4 separate regions of the Mus musculus genome follow, and regions 1, 2 and 3 are each linked to region 4. Evidence: chromatin contacts called from public HiChIP or PLAC-seq data. All regions are on one chromosome and are shown on one strand. The core of a region is the stretch at or near the end of the contact, and the rest is flanking DNA. Distances in the headings are between cores, read along the strand shown. Region 1 overlaps Etl4 (enhancer trap locus 4). Region 2 overlaps Etl4 (enhancer trap locus 4). Region 3 overlaps Etl4 (enhancer trap locus 4). Region 4 overlaps Etl4 (enhancer trap locus 4).

Region 1 (2,956 bases), core at 440-2,939, 230 kb after region 4:
TGTCAAAAAGTTATGGTGAGTCACCCTGAAGAGAAAAACTGTCTTTGTTCACAGGGTGACCTTCTTAGCTGGTATTTCTCTCCCTCTCTTTAATGAGCACCTATTGTGTAAGCTAGAGATCTGCTGAGCCTGGTATCTTTGTCCCAACTGTCCCTCCTTTAAGGTCTGGGAAACTCAGCAGGCCCCATGACAGTATATCTCTGGGCCAGGAAAATGTGGGGCATCCTTAGAAAACCACAGGGTTGGGGATTGGCAGGAGAATTGGGTCCATGGTCCTAATCACATCTCACAGTTGAACGGTATCATTCTCCTTGGCTTGGTGTCTTCTATGGGTCATACTCCTGCTTTGGAGACCTGCTTGGTACCTGTCTAGGCTGTGCTTGCAAAGACTGTAAGATCATGGGAGCCCACAATAGACCCTGAAAACCAACTCTAGAAAGTTGTCTTCTGCCTTCTGCATGCACAGTCACACAACACTAATTTAAAAGTTATGGAATACATATATATCTCCTTAATATTATCATATCTGTTTCTTATACCTTAAACAGACATAGACTAGGGTAACTGGGTGGATCCGTATGACAGGAGAGCGAGCTTAGGTAAGATATTCTAGAACCTGGCTCAGGGCTACTGAGAAGTAACGCCTGCTCTTTGCTGGCCCTTCTCTGTCCCTTTCCCTTCCTTCTAAATTCCAGAAAAGAAATACTCTGGTAGAACTGTTAGGCTTGGGTCCTCTGAACATGAGGACAGAGGAGTGAAAGTGGGGATTAAAGAACAGAAAAAAAAAATGAGTCAATATCTTTCATGGTTTTCTACTTGGAAATAACAGCTTCTAATAAGAGTCAGACTAAGTTCAGTTTAACAAACAATGGGCTTCTTTTCAACAAAGGCAGAATAAAAAGCAGCTTAAGGCCATGCTGAAATCTGGAGGCCCCATGAATGTCTGACGTCTTCTTGAGCAAAGCCTACCTATTTCAAAAGCCCATTGATGACTTTCAAAAGGCCGTCTGCACTCATTTTCAGCAGCACTGTCTCTTTTTCAATCTCTGAATTAATAAAAGTGGCCTTCAGAGCTCGAAATAGGAATCACAAGCACATGAATTGGCAGAATAATGGTGTCAGAGGTTCCCTGCTGCCCGTCAAAGGGGAGCAGAGTTTGGGGAACTTTGGGTTGCAGGGATATGATGCGCAGGAGGCAGACTGGGTAAGAGAAACTAAAATAGGAGTTTATCTGGATGGAGTGGCTTTGGGTCATGGAACATCTCCTTGGAGGAGTATTTGCATATTGACCAGTTTGTGGGTGGTTGAAGGAACTGGGGGCCCTGGAGTCTTAGCTTGGAAGGGCTTCATCAAAGCCTGAAAGAATGCAGGAGACTGCTTGGTCTACCAGGGAACCTCCCTCACCAATGGACCATTTAGAGGTCTGACAAGGATTGGCCCAGCTCCACCCCAAGGAGCAGCAGCTGCATGTGCCCTGTAGGTATGCTCACCTAACACCAGGTGTGTTTAACAGATGCAGACCCTAACGGGGCATCCTTTCATCAGAGATTTCTGTATCAGAATGGCTGGCATCACCAAATACTTCATCCCCCTGCTCAGAAGAGGTCAGATGTGTCACGTGTGACTTCATCCTTGTTGAATGTATGTCCTGCCCTGCTGGACTCCCTCCTGTGGCTGCATTAGCTCCTTTCTACTCACTCACCTAGAGGAAAGGGCCCATGTCTTGTGAGGCCATCCTCTCCTCCACTAAGGCGCCAGGAAGTACAGCCGCCATTCACTTACTGCCACCTAGTGGTCTTGCATTTCTTAGCACCCTCGTCCTTTAAGAGCTTTCTCTTGAATTTGCAGGCAACTTGAAAGGATACAAACACATCTGGGCAAATTGTTTTTGTTGTTTCAAGTGGAAGAATATAACTTGGCTGTGTTGGAGTTGATATCTGTTCTCTCTCTCCATCCCAACCCCTCCATCCGTCCCTCCCTCCCTCCAGAAATCAGATCTCTAAGTTCTTAGTTGTGAGAGAAGAGAGACAGTCATTAATGATGGGACAGTCAGGTACACTAGAGAGAGGCTATCCATTAGGGGATTTTGAGGGCAGTTTTGCTCTCTCTTTCCCAGGGATATTTGACCATGTCAAGGGACATTCACATGTGTCACAAATTATTGGAATTTGTGATTGCTTGCTACTGCTACTCAGCAGGAAGGGGCCAAGGATGCACATCCTTCATTGTGTAAGACAGCCCTGCACTAAAAATGAAGCTATATGGTTCAAAATGTCAGGTACTAAAATTGAGAAACCTGGTTGTCTAAAGTGAGCTAACACACTTCACTGTAGTACTGGTTCATACCCCCCTCTTAGGCTACCCCCAGCCCCCATCTTCTGCCTCCATCCTAATCTATCAGGACTCTCTCCCCTCTGTCTTTCTCTCCCTCCATTCCTGGTCACCAAGTGTGCACATTGTTCTCTTGGCTGGCATGAATACAACTGAAAGTTAAGAATGTATCAAGTGCCCACTCCACCCCCACCCGGGACCAATCTGAACCACAAATGACAGACACGGGAGAGCTCTCCCGTTGCTACCTTACATAGCCATGCAATATTGCAAAGCAAACTACTATCGACTGTGCTCCCACCTCCTCCTTGGAAGCTTAAGATAGGGCTGGGACACAGCAGAAAATGGGAGAGCCCCTGCTCCTGCACGTGTCCTTTCTGAGACCCTCCATGCTCAGTTCCATCTGCTCTCTGCCTCCCCACAGTGAGCTGGAGGACTTTGTTGAGGACTTGAAGAAGGACTCTTCCTCCACTGGCAGAGTGGTGACCCTGAAAGATGTGGAAGATGGGGCTTTCCTCCTGCGACAAGTGGGAGAAGCTGTGGCCACTCTCAAAGGTGAGCCTTCCACTGGAAGTGTGTTGCTTGGAATGTTTATGAAGCTTTCAGCTGGGCGGTGGTGGCGCAC
Region 2 (2,885 bases), core at 152-2,651, 140 kb after region 4:
TATGCATGCACACATGCGCACACACAAGCACACACTCATGCACACAAACATGCACATGCAAACTCATGCACACACACACAGGGCAGGGGGAAGTTCATCTAATTTTTCACAAAGCTGCTTTGTTCAAGCATCTTCTCATAGCAATGGCATGAGATGGCAACCATTGCAGGGATAAGGGACAGGAAGCCAAGGATTCTGTGTGTGCCTAGGGAAAATGGCATATGAAGAAGAATGATATGATGGGCAGATTGTCAAGATCCTGGGGAAAAGGTAACATTCTGAGGAGATGGGGTGGGATTGAGTGTGCTGAACCATCCATGGATCTGGATGATGCTGGTTCTCAGATGTATGCATTCAGGGCTGGAAGGAGAGACAGAAGGGATGGCCAAGGAACCATGAAACAATGAAAACCAGACTCTTCACTTAGAAGAGTGCTTCCTGGAGGAGGGTGTCAAATGAACAAAGGCATGGTGAGAGAATAAAATGGTCAAGGCGTTTCTGGAAAATTGAAAGGAGTATGGCTTTGGACAAATCATGTACTGAAGTTAAGGGTAAGGCAAAATAAAGAAAGCTAGGAACACTGAAAGGCCATCCAGAGGAGCTAATGACAATTCTTCCCCACCAGGCATAGCAGTGCAAATCATAAATCCCAGCACTCTGGAGGCAGAGGCAGGTGAATCTCTTAAGTGTGAGGCCAGCCTTGTCTACATATTGAATTCCAGAATATCTAGGGCGACACAGTAAGATTCTACCTTTAGGAAAAAAATGTAAGAAAATTCTTAAATTTATTTGAACACCATTGACATCCATACACTTGAACAAATGTTAGTATGATAAAAGAATAGGAGATCACTAAAACCAGCCAACATCACTTCCTGGAAGTATGATTTCCTAGGCATTGTTTCTGGTGTGGAAACCTGCTGTCATCTCTCTTCCTTTATAATTCTTCCAGAACACTGGCTTATCCTCTTCTCATTGATAAGGAGCAGAGGCTAAAGGGAGTGAATTATGTACAGGTCAGAGACAAACATGGTAAACTACAATAACTGTTGCAAGAATAGAGTGGTGTCATTATTGAGCCTCACAGAGCCATGGTAGGTGGGATTAAACTGCACCCAGAGCCTGAATAGCTTGCCTTCTCTCCACTCACTTTGCTAAGACTACTTAGTTATCTTCCAGCTCATGACCTTGTTTCTTCTCTTGGTAGCAGCAATCTTCAGAAAGAGGCCACGGTGCTTATGCAAACGCCCAGGTCACTCCACACCAATCTTCTGTTCAAGACATGACAGGAACCATCATCAAAGCACCACAGGGAAGTCAGAGCACAAGCCCACACTCTAGACAGCTTTGTCACCTGACAGCACTGCTTCACCCTGCAGCCTAAGCTCTGAAGTCTCTTAATAGCCCAGCTAATTGCTTGCAATCTCCCGCCCTTTGAGCTTTGTTTCCCTGGCCTGAGATAGTCTTGGGACACTTGAACAATGTTTCCTTTGTCTGATCTTCATTCATGTCATTTTATCTGAAGAGGGTCTCTGAGCACTCTGGGAAATTCCCCTTCAGTTAAACTTGTCTAGAACCTGCCTGATTTCCAGACAGAACACTGGTGACTACCGGGCATAACGTCTCAACATTTGTTTATTAATACACTGCCCATCTCTCTCTGACTGGCAGGAGGAGTCCACAAACCTATTTTATTCACTGCTGTTTTACAAACTGTGCTATATAAATGAATGCGTTTGAATGGATAGCGTTTCAGTTTCTATTGGATTTCATATTCCCTGTTAATTAATCCAAGGAAATAAGAGTCACAGGAGGACATTTATTTTCTTGTCCATATAATCCCCAAGAGGCCAATTTTCATACCTACATAGCCCAACCCATTTTGCCTTTATACCTGTGTCACTTGTTACTGGTCTGTTTGATTAGTGAAGCTCAGTATGATACCTGACTTGATGTATGATATGTACTCTGATGGAGTGATTGATTGATTGATTATTAACTCTAGGCTTTTCTTCCTGACCACTTTGTTCCCAGGAATAACAACTTTGAGACTAATTACTTATTAATAAATGCTTAGGCCTTGGTTCTCTTTCCTAACTAACTCATGTGTCAATAATCCAGTTTATTCTATTCTAAGTATGCCACATGGCTGGCTACCTTTTTCTCATGTGTTTCATGAGGTGTTTCATATGTCTGTCTCCTCACAATTCCTTGGCAAATCCCTGGTTCACTTAACTCCCAGAATTCTCTCCCTCCCTGATGGATGTTCCACGTTCTAATTCTGCCTTAGCTCATTGGCCATAGCCTTTTTTATTGATAGGTGATGCTAATAAGAGATTCTCTCTATACCTGATTGATTGAATTGATTGATTTTTTTTTTTTTTAATAGTGCTCACTATGTAGCCCAGGCTTGTCTGGAACTCGCTATGTGGAGGAGGCTAGCCTCAGACTTATAGTTACCCTCCTTTTGAGGGTGTGTATGTCACCATGCTTGATTTATATAACATACCCTGTAAAAATTTTTTTTCTTTTTATGTTTATGGGTGTTTGTGTGTATGTCTGTGCACTTTGTGTGTACAGCTCCTGTGGAGACCAAAAGAAGGTGCTGGGCTCCCTGGAACAAGAGGTACACAGTTGTGAGTTGCCATGTGAGTGCTGGGAACTGAACCTGGATCCTCTGGAAGAGCAGCCAGTGCTATAGACTGCTGAGCCATCTCTCCAGCATGAAAATAGGCAACTATGCACTAGTATGAACTGTACCACAAAGCCTCCACACACACAGCCCTCCTCCTCCCATTCTTTCCTGGCAAATTATAACTTTTCCTCCCCAGTGGTTTCTAAAATATCTGTTTCTCACAGATTTCTATACATATCTTCCTTTTCTC
Region 3 (2,814 bases), core at 307-2,806, 210 kb after region 4:
ACTAAGCTCATGCAACAGATGTCTAATAAATATTTTAGCCATCTATCAGATATATGAAGATAGTTCTCCCTATACTTACTCCAAAAATAACCTGTCCAAAATACCAGGGAATGGCCACTATAAAGTCTGAGCTACTTTAAACAAACCAGCTTCTCCAGAGAAACAGATGTTACCTGTCACTAGTTAGGTCCAATTAAAACACGACTGTCTCTCCAGAGGTGTTGTCAATCAGAAGCCTTGAGTCTGGCTCAAGGAAAATGGAGTCGCCCCAAGCAATTTAACATTCAGACAACTCTTTTTGGTTCCCAAGCAGAACCTCTCCAAAGAGAAGAATCAAGGCTTAGGGACAGATCCAGCCTCCAGGAAGCTGTAGAAATCAGTGTGATTGCCCTGGGCCTGAAAACAAGGCTCGTCTATGTAACTCAGGCTCTCGTGATGCCCACACCATGTCTTAGCTGGGTTAGGATTCATTGTCTCTCCAATTGATGGTCAAGTGGGTGACATTTATCCTTATTTAAACTCTAGGCCTTAGTTTTCATGAATGATGTGATTCAAAATAACAGCTAACTGTAAGCATCAATTCCTGCTTTCCAAAAGTGGTAGGTCTTTTTTATTTAAAAAAAAAAACAAAAACTAATATTACTTACTGTACTGCTGTGAAAGAAGTCATGCCCTCCTTGTCCACCCTCAGAGACAAAAGGGGTTTGGAGGCCACTTGTCCTGAAGCCTGACTTTACAGAAAATAAAAAGGAGAGACAGTCCAGAATGTGATAACTGGAGCCATTTGAATAAACTGGGGTCTCGACATGATGCTGCCTCTATGCTGTTTGTAATAAAGGTAATAGGGCCCTACTTCCTCTATCACCCACGAGCCACTAGAAAGGTGACAGGCAGTAAGAACATTAGGGCGGTATCAGATAAGAAATGTCTTCCTTCTTTATCTGAGTCGTTCTTTTTGGATTGGTTTGGTATGGTATCGTATGGTATGGTGTGGAGTGCTGACTAAAATCTCAAGAGTTTTGCCTACCACTGCCTCCTGAGTGCTGAGATTAAAGCCGTGTGCTACCACTACCACAACCCAGCTTTGAGTCATTTTATTTCTCTGGCCTTCATGCTAGAATTTTATAGATTAAGTAGGTAGGAGCCAGGCACAGGAGACACACGTGTAATTCCCAGAAGCTCAGGAGGCTGAGGCACGAAGATCAGGAGTTAACAACAATGCAGACAATGATGGGAAATCCTGTCAAAGAAAAGGCTGACTCCTATGAGGATGTTCCTCCACTCACCCACCCACTCCAGAAAAGGCTGGCATGGGGGACCTTGTTTTCTCAGGCACCCGAGGGCCTTTCCCCATAGTGCTGTCAGTTGCAGATAAATAATAATCTGTAGCAGGAGTGAACAACTATTTCTACCAGTTTGTACCTGTACTTAACAAAAGAAAAAAGAAATGCCATTTCAGAGCGTGAATATTGAAGTGCACCCTCAGGGAAGAGAAAGAAACTTCAAAATTGATTTTGTGTTGGCTCATTCTGGGGTGTGGTAGCTAGAGTCACCGCCTGGCAGAGCCAACAGGAAATGAAACGCTTTACCCTGGGCTGTGTGTCACCATAGCCAGAAAGCCATAGTCCCTGTATTCTGCAGTCAAACTAGTGATGTTTCCTAAGAACCCTTCCTTTGCTGATATTCAGTGTCTGCTGTAACATTAAGGGATCACCCATCATGGGTTCTGTGCAGTGCTAAGGAAATAAGTACAGACCCCATTTTGTGACTCAGAAAGTCCGGTAATCAAGAAAAGTCTCTTCGATATAAAATCAGAAAGCTATCACGTTATGCTGCCACCCAGATCCAGAAAACAACTAAGTCTCGTCACTTGACTTGGGGCTATTTTCAGGTCCCAACTAGTACAGTCTGCTCACAGAAAGTAAACTGTGAAGGAGATTAACTGCTGGGAGTGTTTCCCGACTGCATTTACTGTGCTGGGAAGAGCCTCATTGGGCTTCAGTACACCTTAGGAGCCCTGGCCTGGGTGTGTCTGAGCTTTGATCCACTTGCCTGAACTTGGCACACCCTTCTTTTCCCCTTTCAGTCAGGATCACTGAACCAGAATGGGAAGAATTATGAGTGCCAAATAAGTTCCTCCTAACTGCAACTCTAGGATCCCAATTTCTGCTGGATTTTAGACATGATCTTTCTAGGAGACCAAGGGCATCTCTGTTAACAATGGCAGAGTCTTTTGACTCTGTGACCTCTCAGTATTGAGACTTGAGATGTGTGTGTCTTTGCTATCTTTGTAACAAAATATCTAAGGCTAAGGGGAAGGGCCCATGGATCATGGGTTCAGAGATTCCAGTACATGTTCACTTAACCCTGTCACCTTGAGCCTGAGCTGTACTTTTATCAAAGTGACGTATGTATCAGAAGACGTCTTTGTAATTTATGGCAGCCAGGAAGCAAAGCAAGGCAAAATGAGCCAAGGTCACGTATTCCTGTCAAGAGCATACTCACCCACTTCCTAAAGCTCGCACTCCCCCAGTCCTACCACAGACTAGGAATGAATCCTTTACCACACCAGCCTTTGGGAGACATTGAAGATCCAAATGCTGGCAGACCTTTGGCATCCTCAGCCATGATCTCCACTGCATGTGTGCTGGCCCCTGGGTCTCAACTTAGCAGGGACTTACCTGCTTTGAAGACTGCATTTGTGGTTGCACCTGCATGGTGCTTTCAGGATGGTGTCTTAGTTGCTTAACTTGTCCCCAGTAGGGTAACTTTGAGCAGAAATGGAAAATGAATAGATTAGTTACTTGCAAGGCT
Region 4 (3,071 bases), core at 424-2,923:
AATAGTGCTTCCACTCCATCTGCAGATTCCACCAAATCAAACCCAGATTTGGTTCTATCTTGTTTTTGTTTGTCTCGCATTGTGTTTGTGCCCCCATTGGGTGAAGCATAAGCTTGGGCTTCATCTGGATATATTTGCAACTCACAGAGGCAGTAATTGAGTCTCTGAATCTCCTTACCTACCCCGAGGGTTCCAACTCTGAGCTGTTGCATTAAACCCCACTAGTTCTTGGTTCCCTTCAAAGGTAATGTCCCATCTGTTGACTGTGAACTGGGGCAATGTAGAACTCAGATCTGTCAGGGCTATTCACTGATCCAAAGACCTTCCCTTTCCTTTACAGAAAGAGCCACTTCCGAGTTTTTGAAGCCAGTGCTTTGCTTTCTGCAGAGGACAATGTGAGCTTGGCATAGTGTAAAGGTTAACACTTGCTCTCTGGCCTCTGAGGGCAGGTGCTGCTGAGCCTTGTGCAGCTTGCTGCAGGGTGCTGGGGAATGAGAGCTGCTGGATCCTGCAGCAAGGCAGCATCCGGCTGTCTCCGGCACCGTGGTATTGTGTCTGATCCCATTCAGTCTCGCTGAAGTCCTTTATGCTGTGGCGCCTGACAGCCAATTGATAATGGTCTGTAAACTCTGGTGGATTTGGAGCAGGTCCATGCAAACGTTTCAGTGGCAGGCATCAGCAGTTTTAAACCCGTGTCTGTGCCACATTTGGAAGTGGAAAGAAGGAGTAATTAGCTCAGCATCATAACCAGGAAGTTTTCGGGACAAGTAGGGATTTTATTTTTTAAAGAATGTAATAGTAGAGCTGGAGAGATGGCTTAATGGTTCAGAATGCTTGCTGATGCTGCCTAGGACCCAAGATCCCTTCCCAGCACCCACATGATGGCTCATAGCTATCTGTATCTCCTGTCCCAGAGGCTGTGATGCTGCCTTCTGGGCTGCAGGCAGTGGGGCACACATGGTACACATATAAACAGGCAAACAAGCGAAGCACCCATCCACAAAACTAAAAGCAATTTAAAATCTTTAAAAAACAATCTGAGATAGTGAAAATTGCATACGTGTTTGTCCAGCTACTTGTATAAGCTTGGGAGACATGCACATGCTTGCTAGGAAAGGGTTAAAAATGTCTGTACCTCCTCCCACCTCTACAGCCACAGGCCACAGGCAAATGTACACAGCTGCACCCGCACACACAGACACACACTCAGGTAAGGAACCTGTTTTGCAGGTTTTCCTGGTTAAAAGTAGGTAGGGGGTTGGTGGCGGGGAAGAGCAGGAAAACCTTACAAGTGCAGACTGAAGATTTTTCAAAGTAACTTTACCCGGTAGAGAGAGGCACACTTGTGCCACTGTGAGGTTTTTTTTTTTTTCTTCCTCTTGCACTGATTAAGTGCATTGTTAGACAGGGAGGGGCAGATTAGCGAATGCCTATAATTTTGATCATTGTTTTCTGCAAAACAGCTCAGGCTTTGAAAACGAAGCCACCGTTTTTTTGGTTCCCTTGCTGCCAACAGCACAAATTACACCGCGCAAAGATCCCGAGCCCGGCTGAAAGGTTTCATTAATGAACAATTTCAGATGATTGTTTCAGTCTTTACTTGACAGGTAACGTTGGCATGTAGGCAGGTGGTGTTAAGGTTTCCATGGAGATTTATGATGTCATGCTTGAAAGAGCATGTCAAGACAGCCAGTTTAACAAGTAGTTACTCAAAAAGTCCTATAGGCTACAAATAGGCTTTATGCAAATGAGGAGAGTTTCACTGGGAAAAACTGCAAAAGAAAACAGCCGAGGCATGGAGGGGGGTTTACCTGACAGCTCGGAGGACGGATGAGTCCGAAGACCATTAGATTTGTAAAGTTTCAGAAGATGAACTAGGATTTCTTCTTTCGCCTCTGCCTCACCTGTGGAGTGCTTGGTACAGGTAAATGCATGTGCTTTTTTTTTCCTGTTTTTTTTTTTTTTTTTTTAATTTCCAGTTATTGCCAAAAGGTTATTTGGAAACCCTGTGGTCTGTTGTGAGCATTGTTCACTTGGCAGGAAGAATGGAGTCTATAAGCATAGCTTTTTCACACGGAGTGTTCCAGCTTTGGGGCTATCTTAAGGGCTTTTTTTTTTTTTTTTTTGGTTGTTGTTGTTGAATGAACTGAGATTTTTGAATAGAGCTGAAAAACAAGTAATGTATTACGTATTATGCTGATTGTGCCCATGGAGAATGCTGCAGGGACAGACGACACAGAGAGGGACTCACAGGATGACTGAGCATCAAGATACTGTATACATTTGTTGACTGTTCCCAGATGCTGCGCGCATGTGTGTGTGTGTGTGTGTGTGTGTGTGTGCACGCGTGTGTGTGTGTGCATGCACACGCATCTGAAGGTAAGACTCTGGTAATTCTGGATTTTCATTTTGTAAAATATGAAAACTAAAATCTTTGGAATATCTAGGAAATAACCTGGGACTCAGATTTATAAACAGGGCCCTTCTGTTTTCAAATGTGCTTGCATGTTTTGTTTTTTTGTTTTCCTTCATAAAAATGTTCGCTAAGGGGGAGGGTATAGGGGACTTTCGGGATAGCATTTGAAATGTAAATGAAGAAAATACCTAATAAAAAATTGGGGAAAAATGTTCTCTAAGACTGGAAAAAAATTAACTGTGCTGGAGTTATTAGTTTGGGAACTTTTAAGAAACTAGCTGTAAATAGCAGGATGGATGAAAGAAAGAGGAGGGAAAAGTTAATAGTTAGAAAGCTCGCTTCCAGACAGAAGCCTGGTCACCTGGTAGTGGAGGCAGGTGGATGGCCCTGTAGCCTTGATGGGTACAGACCCCTCAATTGGCAGCAGAGGAGACATCTCCTGCTGTTAACTGTTCTATGAGCAGTTAAGCTCCCCCTCTTCAAAAGAACATGGAGAAAATTCATTTGTTTCTTTCCAATAATACAAGGATTAAAGTCTGAGCTCAAGGTACCTGGAACAGGGAAACTAGGGACTTTTAAGACAAAACCTGCTTTGAAACTGTTTTGAATATGTAAGCACGGAATCAGAACTGCTGCTTTCGGAGGACTTGGATTA

The links. HiChIP or PLAC-seq counts read pairs in DNA pulled down with a chosen protein or histone mark.
Region 1: a contact with region 4 is called in an H3K27ac HiChIP or PLAC-seq map of embryonic stem cells, with 7 read pairs. The contact joins two enhancer-like sites. A contact is called at or near these places in 4 of 484 Hi-C or Micro-C datasets (the AML12 cell line and embryonic stem cells), 4 of 115 datasets of contacts at active chromatin or transcription factors (embryonic stem cells and pancreatic cancer cells) and 1 of 9 other capture datasets (embryonic stem cells).
Region 2: an H3K27ac HiChIP or PLAC-seq map of extraembryonic endoderm stem cells shows a contact between it and region 4. The contact joins two enhancer-like sites. A contact is called at or near these places in 2 of 484 Hi-C or Micro-C datasets (both in embryonic stem cells), 5 of 115 datasets of contacts at active chromatin or transcription factors (embryonic stem cells, extraembryonic endoderm stem cells and pancreatic cancer cells) and 1 of 9 other capture datasets (adipose tissue).
Region 3: an HNF4G HiChIP or PLAC-seq map of pancreatic cancer cells shows a contact between it and region 4. The contact joins two enhancer-like sites. A contact is called at or near these places in 2 of 484 Hi-C or Micro-C datasets (the AML12 cell line and embryonic stem cells), 2 of 115 datasets of contacts at active chromatin or transcription factors (embryonic stem cells and pancreatic cancer cells) and 1 of 9 other capture datasets (adipose tissue).

What each region holds. Positions count from the first base shown.
Region 1 is chr2:20,778,187-20,781,142 of GRCm38.p6, forward strand. It overlaps Etl4 (enhancer trap locus 4), which reads left to right. Exons shown (of 22, transcript NM_001081006.1): 11 at 1-15; 12 at 2,756-2,886. Among named protein-coding and RNA genes, the nearest start is that of Arhgap21, 190 kb to the right of the region's middle. Within about 2 kb of position 1,690, at least 18 of the 459 cell types and tissues checked have an H3K27ac peak or open chromatin away from gene starts, as enhancers often do. A contact at or near this core is called in embryonic stem cells, where this site is marked.
Region 2 is chr2:20,688,215-20,691,099 of GRCm38.p6, forward strand. All of the region lies in intron 4 of Etl4 (enhancer trap locus 4), which reads left to right. Among named protein-coding and RNA genes, the nearest start is that of Arhgap21, 280 kb to the right of the region's middle. Within about 2 kb of position 1,402, at least 27 of the 459 cell types and tissues checked have an H3K27ac peak or open chromatin away from gene starts, as enhancers often do. A contact at or near this core is called in extraembryonic endoderm stem cells, where this site is marked.
Region 3 is chr2:20,751,930-20,754,743 of GRCm38.p6, forward strand. All of the region lies in intron 7 of Etl4 (enhancer trap locus 4), which reads left to right. Among named protein-coding and RNA genes, the nearest start is that of Arhgap21, 210 kb to the right of the region's middle. Within about 2 kb of position 1,557, at least 51 of the 459 cell types and tissues checked have an H3K27ac peak or open chromatin away from gene starts, as enhancers often do. A contact at or near this core is called in embryonic stem cells and pancreatic cancer cells, where this site is marked.
Region 4 is chr2:20,546,193-20,549,263 of GRCm38.p6, forward strand. All of the region lies in intron 3 of Etl4 (enhancer trap locus 4), which reads left to right. Among named protein-coding and RNA genes, the nearest start is that of Gm17171, 210 kb to the left of the region's middle. Within about 2 kb of position 1,674, at least 109 of the 459 cell types and tissues checked have an H3K27ac peak or open chromatin away from gene starts, as enhancers often do. A contact at or near this core is called in embryonic stem cells, extraembryonic endoderm stem cells and pancreatic cancer cells, where this site is marked.